Regions from separate parts of the Gossypium arboreum genome. Here region 1 is linked to region 2. A link is a contact called in public Hi-C data. All regions are on one chromosome and are shown on one strand. Each heading gives the region's core, a stretch centred on a gene start, on an enhancer-like site or on the middle of the called end of the contact. The rest is flanking DNA. Distances are from core to core; before and after follow the strand shown. Region 1 holds the start of LOC128293087 (serine/threonine-protein kinase-like protein CCR4). Region 2 holds the start of LOC108453111 (PWWP domain-containing protein 1).

What was found. A called contact is a pair of places that touch in the nucleus more often than the background predicts.
Region 1: a Hi-C map of leaf shows a contact between it and region 2, with 2.5 times the contacts expected there. The contact joins the promoter of LOC128293087 here to the promoter of LOC108453111 in region 2. A contact is called at or near these places in 3 of 5 Hi-C or Micro-C datasets (all in leaf).

The regions. Positions count from the first base shown.
Region 1 is chr5:27,858,668-27,862,774 of ASM2569848v2, reverse strand. It overlaps LOC128293087 (serine/threonine-protein kinase-like protein CCR4), which reads right to left and starts at 2,250. Exons shown (of 1, transcript XM_053028422.1): 1 at 1-2,250. The coding sequence starts at 1,969.
Region 2 is chr5:27,600,048-27,604,143 of ASM2569848v2, reverse strand. It overlaps LOC108453111 (PWWP domain-containing protein 1), which reads left to right and starts at 1,597. Exons shown (of 3, transcript XM_017751039.2): 1 at 1,597-1,993; 2 at 2,075-3,187. The coding sequence starts at 2,086.

The DNA of each region.
Region 1 (4,107 bases), core at 1,001-3,500, 260 kb before region 2:
CACTCTTATTGGTCAGCTGTTGAAACCTGTAGTACTCAGGGTCCACGTATCCGACTGTGCCGGCTGCTTGCAGCGAGAGGTGAGACTCCTCACCCTCCGGACCAATCAATGATAATCCGAAATCAGATACCTTTGCTGTCCAAGTTGCATCGAGAAGAATGTTGGAGGTTTTTATGTCACGGTGTATGATGGGTGGTACCGCGTATTCGTGCAAGTATTCGATCCCTCTGGCGGCATCTAATGCGATCCTAAGCCGTGTAGCCCATGACATGAAGGGTGAAGACTGGAGCTTGTGGAGATGGTCATGGAGTGTGCCATTTCTCATGTACTCGTATACCAATACACGCTCATCCGATGTTTCACAAAATCCCAGTAGTCGGACAAGGTTTTTGTGGTGAAGGCGAGACAAATACTGCAGCTCATTAACGAAAGCATTGCCTTTATCTTCTGGACGCACGGTACCAACAGCATACGATGAAGTGCTCGTCATCGTTTCAGCACGTTTGATGGCCACTTCACGCCCATCGTCCATCGTGGCCCGGTAGACAGAACCGAAGCTACCGGTCCCGATTTTATGATCCTCAGAGAAATTGTTGGTGGCTTGAATCAGGACTTCTAAAGAAAATTCCTCCAAACCACCTGTATTTGCCAAGCTTGTCAATTGGCTCGGACGCTTCTCCAGAACTGCGTGTGCTAACGAGGCTTGGGGCTGATTGGAATCGCGGTTAGTCGGACTTGGGGACACGGTTTCCTCCAGGCGACCTGAATCATGAACACGGCAACCTCTACCTTTGCAATATCTGAAGACAAAGAAACCGACGACTAGTAACAAAGAGAAGGATCCTACACAACCAACAACTAGGAAAGCTATCATTCTGCCATTCCAATCACTGCTTGTGGATCTGTTTTGAGGTTGCGGCGAGGGAGCTGATGGCAGGGACGGCGCAATTGACACACAAGCTTCGCATATAGATCCACCATTGCTGCAAAATGAGCCTGATCCGGACACTGAACCACATGGACATGTATTCCTACATGGCCCCGGTAAAACTTGAGAGAAAACCATAGAGGTGGAGTTAAACCTTGCGTCACCCCAACAAAACAAGGAAAAATCCAATGTTGAAACTCCACAAAAAACATTTCTCTTTGCTTTGATTGCAATAAAGCTACGCCTTTCCAGTTCCTGTGGCAGACTGAAGTTATTTTGGCCCCAACAGACCACAGTTCTATTAGTCCTTAATGCACAGCTCCGGTTCAGTCCCAAAGCCAGTGCGTTGAATTTTCCCCGTGGCGTATCGTCGACCACCGTATTCCCCCAACACTGTAAATCATTACCTCTACTGATGGCACAAGCATGCCTAAAGCCCGCAGCAATCACCTGATAATTCCCTTTAGGCTCTTCGCCAGTGACACCAGCACCGTTTCCACGGCAGCTAATTTTTCCATCTTCCGATAATCCACACACAAATCCTTCGCCAACAGCGATTTCAGAGAAGTTTTGATCCCCGGTTGGGTTGAATTCGGGCCATTGCCAACAGTCAAGAGCGTTGGTCGCATTAAGACCACAAATGTGAGAGTTTCCAGCTTCGAGTTGGTTGAGAGCTGGACCCCTGTAAATCCTTTTGAACTCCATAGTAGTGCCATTGTTGAAGAATCTCCAACAATGCATGACCGAAACATTTGATGAGGAAAACGAAGGTCTGAAACCGCATAAAAACCCATCCCCAGAGACAATCCCAGTGAAGGAATCATTAGGATGGAAAGGGGTTTGAATCCCAGGACTTGGAAGGCTAGAACAATTTAGTGAGGATCGGTTGAGTTCAGGAGAAGGCACTAAAGCACACACTAATGTGAGGTTAGAAGTTTCAGATATAGAGACTGTGGAGAAGGAAGAACTGAAAGAAAAAAAACAAAGAAAGGAAGAAATCAAGAGAGAAAAGGGGTGGGATTTGCAGAAGAAACAACCCATTGAACTTGTTTCGACACCTAATTTGATGGTGAGAGGGAGAAAGATTATATATTTGGCAATTAAAGAATGCCAACATTGTTGGAGTAATGGAGCATGAGGGAAATTACACGCGGTTTACAGAGTTTGATGGAGTTTCAAGTGTGCAACTGAGACCCAGTCCTGTGAAAATGTAATACTTTATTTCAAGGATTTTTCAGAAGCAGCAAGCACTGTGGTCTGGTCAACATTTGACGCCCACAGACACCCTCCAACCACAACAACTCCAACCAAATTGGCTCCACACCTTCATATCAAAACTCTTGCGTATATATAACCTGGTTAGGCTGCTCAAGTCGAGTAAAGCTTAGTACATCTTTATAAATTTGAATCCTTTCACAAATTATTTAATAATTTTTTTTTTGTTTAAATTTAATTTTGGAAGGATATTTACATGAGTTTTTCTATATAAATGTCTTGTTTGGCAGAGTTGGTAGTTAAATCATTATATATGCGTTTGACGAATTGTTCTAACATAATTTAATATTTCTACATATAAGAGATGAATGTTAATTAGTGATTTAACGTAGACTTGATAATTATATATCATTTGACAGAATGAGCCTCCTACTTTTTGTTTTATTTCAAAGCTAGCCCTTCTTTTCTTAATATTTTTTATGCTCACTCGTTTTTGTTCATTGTTAAACCGTTTCAATTTTCAACCGCGTTCAGTAGGATGTTAGGTTGCGCTTTGGATTGAATAATTTATTCCAATATTTTCCATTATTCAAATTTCAATTAATTTGGTTGAAATAGAAACATTCCAAAAATTGTGGGGTTTTTACCCAATTAATTTTAAAAAAATTAAATATTTACAAGAATACTCATTTTTTAAAACAATGACAGCATGAATAGTGACCAGTACTGTGTTGGCTGACACCCATGTCAGGTAAATTTTTTTTTTTAGATCCCGTGTTTCTAGTGGTTAGCATCTAGTAAAAAAATAATTTTTTTTCTATATTTTTGGTGATGGCACCATGGTGACTGGCACTCATGTTAGTAAAATTTTGTTTTTTTGATCCCGTGTTTTTAATGGCTGGCACCCTAGTAAAAATATAATTTCTTTTGCCTTGGCCTTCCATTTGTCAGCACCCATGTTTGAAAAATATGATTTTTTAGGTGCCGGCTATCTTCTTGTCGTGCACTCTCACACAGAAGATGGAATGCGTGGGTCTTTGGGTGCATCATTCCACCAGGGTAGATATTAAATCCGACCTTAAACATTTGAATGAATGCTGTTGTGCCAAACCTGGCGGCATCCAAGTACGGTATAATCTTATGGTCAGGAAAATATATTGGAACATGAAGTTGAGTTCTCAAGATCTGATACTCATTCTGTACATATAATAAAATCGATATTTGTTAATGTTTTCAAGTTTAATTTTCACAACTAATGAATGATTATTTTTTAAAGAGTACGACTTCAAAAACATTTCTAAAAAAAAAATTATATGATTTTATTTAAAACTGACTCAGACCACATTTATCGGCTCCTTTATCATAAACGTTGTGTGGTCGGTAGCTCGGATAAGAGAATCCATTACAATTTCTGCATAAATATCAATTAAATTATCAATTACCATACAAAAAAACAACAAATAATTTAACAAATCATTCAAATTAACAACATGCTAAAATACCTTAAAATTTTAATCTTATTACAAAAAAAATGCAAAAAAAAAAAAAACCTCCAGTGAATGCTTTTTGGCCTGGTGGAATATGGTGGTGGATGGGTGGGGAGGAGACCATTGAGACATATAGTGGAGAAGAAAGAAGAAGAAAAAAAAAGAGAAAAAAGAAGTCTGGATAAAAAGTAGTTGTGTAACCATTGGGTCACGTCAGCATTAAGTGGCACGTTGGTGCCGGACAGTAGATCGTCAGCACCGACCTGCCACCTAATGCCGGTGTGACTCGACGATCACACGATTACTGTTCATTCAGACTTTTTTTTTTTCCTTTCTCCTTTTTTTTAAAAAAAAATATAACACTAACAAAATTTTTGTATTCAATTAATAGATTTGTTTAGCATCATTTAATACATTCTTTTTCGTTACTTGAATATTTGTTTAGTAGTATATTTCGTATTTATAAAAAATAACAAA
Region 2 (4,096 bases), core at 348-2,847:
TTTAGGTTTTTTATATAAAAATAATATTAAAAATTAATTAATTATAAAATAGGGTGGAGAATAAATTAATTATGAAAATAGAGTGTTTACTACAATAATTTTAAATGTTACCAGACAAATTAGCAGCATCAATGAATTTAATTTTTAAAAAATATACAAGAAAAAAAAGTTGAAAAAAAATTAGTTGGTGCTGCCAATACATCAGGAACACCCCTTGATTAAATAAAAAAAAACTGTTGTTTTACGGATTAAATGCAGAGAAAAAAAGTTAAATGTAGGGAAAATGCATTAAATGCATGAATATAATGCATGGAAAAGCCATTAAGTCATTAAATGCAGGGAAAAAACTACTATTGTGTTGGAACCACAAACCAACTTTTTTAATTTTTACTTTTTCATTTTTATTTTGCTAATTTTTTTTTAAATTTGATGTGTGAAGTCTCATTAAATTTTTTTCACTTTTTCAGTTTTTTTATTTTTTTGTGTTGCCAATGTGTCAAGCGATAATTAAAGGTGTGCATGGGTCGGGTTGGGCTGGGCTCAACTAAAAATTTAAGCTCGTTTACTAAGCTTGGGTCCAACTCGAAAAATGAGTCTAAAATTTTTGCCCAAAGCCAAACCCGAATAAAAATGTTAAAACCCAAGCCTGACCCGACCGTCTATATTAATTTTATATAATTTTAAAATATATATAATACATCAAAATATTAAAACATCAAGATAAATATTTCCCAACAAATTGAAAATAAATTTTAAAAATATGTATACTTAAATAACATTAAGATAGATGCAACTTAACAAGTAAATATCTCTAAAATAATAACAAAATTAACAAATATCTTTAAAATAATAACAAAATTAACAATAAAATAAGTTTTATACAAGATCTAAATAATAACAATAAAATAATAGCAACATAATAGTAAATTGGTAGCAAAACAATAAGAAAATAATATTAAAACAAAAAAATTATCTTTTGTGAATTAACTGGGCTAGGCCCGTTTTTTAAATATACCTTATTTTTTTATCCAAGCTCATTTTTCGGGCCTATATTTTTGTCCAAATCCTCCCACATTTTAGGCAGGCCGACCCATGAATAGGTCTAGCGACACGCAAAGCTCTTGTAATAAACATTACATTTTGTAATTAATTTGTTCTTCATTTCATTTTTTAATTAATTAATTTTTAAATATTATTTTTATAAGAGGCCTATTTTTTATTTTATTTATTTAAAAAATTAAAATCAAGATTAAATTGGTAGAATATATAAAGTTAAGGATTAAATTTATTTAGTTTTATAGAATTAGGATCAAATTAATAGAATTCATAAATATTTAAAGACTAAATTTACTATTATACTAATAACAAAATACCATGTTAGCATTTTGTTAATAATTTTATCGAAAATTTAAATAAAAAATAATTTCATAAGAAGAGCGACTAAAATATCAAATGTAGATAACATTAATAATTAAATAATTTTTAAACTAAATGAATAAAACAAAACACATAATAATTAAATGACTACGTAAATAATTTACCCAACTTAACTAATCATATATCTTACTACTAATATAATCTCACAGTTACCCTTATAATATCAATATCGCCGTCTCGAAATATAATGGATCAGGCGGTTCTGAAAAACGAGGTACGGTCGATGATTGATGTGTACTGAGCCATTTGTACACCGCTGTTGTGCCCTATAAAATCCATATATACAATCAACCAGCCGTAATAATCTCCGAACTTTTTTAAAAGTAAAATAAAAGGAAAATATAACGAGGGCAGTAGAGAAAGGGAAAATCGCAAAATCCCCAGATTTTCTTTCCATCCAAACACACCTCTTTCTCTATGTCTTTGGTTTATTATCTTCACTGTTTCATTTGTATCTATTATAATTATTATCCTAAAAAAATCTCTCTTCCCTAATTTTCTCTCACTTTCCTGGAAAAAAATAAAGAACAACTTCTGTAATCGTTCTCTAACAAAGGTATGTTTATCAGTTACATGTATCTCATTTAAGCTCTAGAATTTTACAGGGCTTTGACTTTGCTTCTTTATTTTGCTTTAGCTATTAAAAGAATGATACCTGTTGTGAACGACGATGCTGAATTTGATAAACGATCGGATAAAATCGAAGAGAAAGCTAGGGTTTCTACCGATGAAGCTATTGGTAGCCGTAATGAAGACAATAGATTGAGCTTAGGAGTTTCTGATGAAGAAGCTAGGGTTTCTCCAATGGAGCTCGATTTGAAAGATTTTAGGGTTTCAGAGAATAATAGATCTGAGGAGGTTAGGGAGAGTAATGCCAATAGTGCAGATAGAAGAATAGGCGACGAATCTAGGGTTTTTGATGTAAATGATCGAGTGGAACAGAATGATATGATAAACGACGATGAGAATGATAGAATAGAGAATTCAGAGAAGCTGGAGAAGGATACTGGTTCAGACTATAAGTCCTTGTTATCTGAGTTCGATGATTATGTAGCCAATGATAGAATTGGTGGAGGGACTTCAAGGGCGTTGAGTTATGGGTTTGAAGTGGGTGATATGGTTTGGGGAAAGGTGAAATCTCATCCTTGGTGGCCTGGGCATATATTTAACGAAGCATTTGCATCTTCATCTGTACGGCGGACAAGGAGAGAGGGACATGTGTTAGTTGCGTTCTTTGGGGATAGTAGTTATGGATGGTTCGACCCAGCTGAGCTTGTCCCTTTTGATCGTCATTTTATGGAGAAATCACAGCAGACAAACTCGAGGACTTTTGTCAAGGCTGTGGAAGAGGCCATGGATGAGGCAAGTCGGAGGCGTGGTCTTGGTTTGGCTTGTAAATGTAGGAACCCATATAATTTTCGGCCCACAAATGTCCAAGGGTACTTTGTAGTTGATGTGCCTGATTATGAACCAAATGGGGTTTATTCAGTGAATCAGATTAGGAATGCAAGAAATAGTTTTAAGCCTAGTGAGACCCTTTCATTTGTGAAACAATTGGCATCAGACACTGGAGCTTTTGACCAGCAAAGCATTGAGTTTCTTAAGAATAAGGCTACTGTTTGTTCTTTCCGGAAGGCTGTGTTTGAGGAGTATGATGAGACGTATGCACAGGCTTTTGGGGTGCGGCCATCACGCCCTTCTAATTCGGCTGTTGATGCTCCAACACGACTTTCTAAAGAGGCACCGCGAGGTACTTGTCTAATCTGCATTGCTGATTCTTGAAAACTGTTTCAGGTTTTGATTTCATGGATTTCTTTGCAATCTGTTCTGCCTTCTCTGTTACATTAAAATTCAAATGTTGTGTTGTTTTTGAATGCAGTATTGCCTGCACTCATGAGACTTTAGGCTGAAATAGTTACAAGTTTCACATGGCTAAAGCTGGTATTTTATTGCATTCATTTCATGGCTTCTAATTCTTTTTTTTTTTTTAATTTCTACAGTATCTCTTTTGATATCACATTTTTTTTATTGAATGATGCTTGGTTAAAGTCAGATGTGCGTTTCTAATGACTTTGTTGCGTTAGTAGTGATATTCAATGCATGCAGGTTTGTGCCAGTATGATATCTGTCATACGTGTCTTAATACAATCATGAAATGAGTTTCTTTTATGATTTTGATCTCTCAAAAACTGTCTTTTAACTGTAGATTTTGGTTTTTATCAAAACATTTCTTCTTTCTCTTTTTCCATCATAAAAAATTTTCTTTTATGTTGACTATTCTGGAGAAGGTCTCTACCACTTCTCATTGGAGGGGTCAGAACACTATAATGACTCTGGCTTCCATGTGAACGGTAAAATGTGACTTGATTTTGTGATATTGCGACTGCAACAACTTGTATTTGGATTTGTAGCCTTGTGATTGATCTTTAAGTCTCTCTTTTACACATTTCCTGTTAATGAACAACTGCCAAAAGTAACAGAAAAGTTGCTTATCAGGTTTGCAATATCATTGTTGAGTATCACACAGCACTGAAAGGATGGAAGCAATCTTTGTGCCCCTCTGCATCTTGCATCCTGCGATAATATTTGCATGCATTTTTCTTGGTTATTGATTTAATCGTGAACACTGTCATGCCTTGTTCTTATTAGATTATTGCCT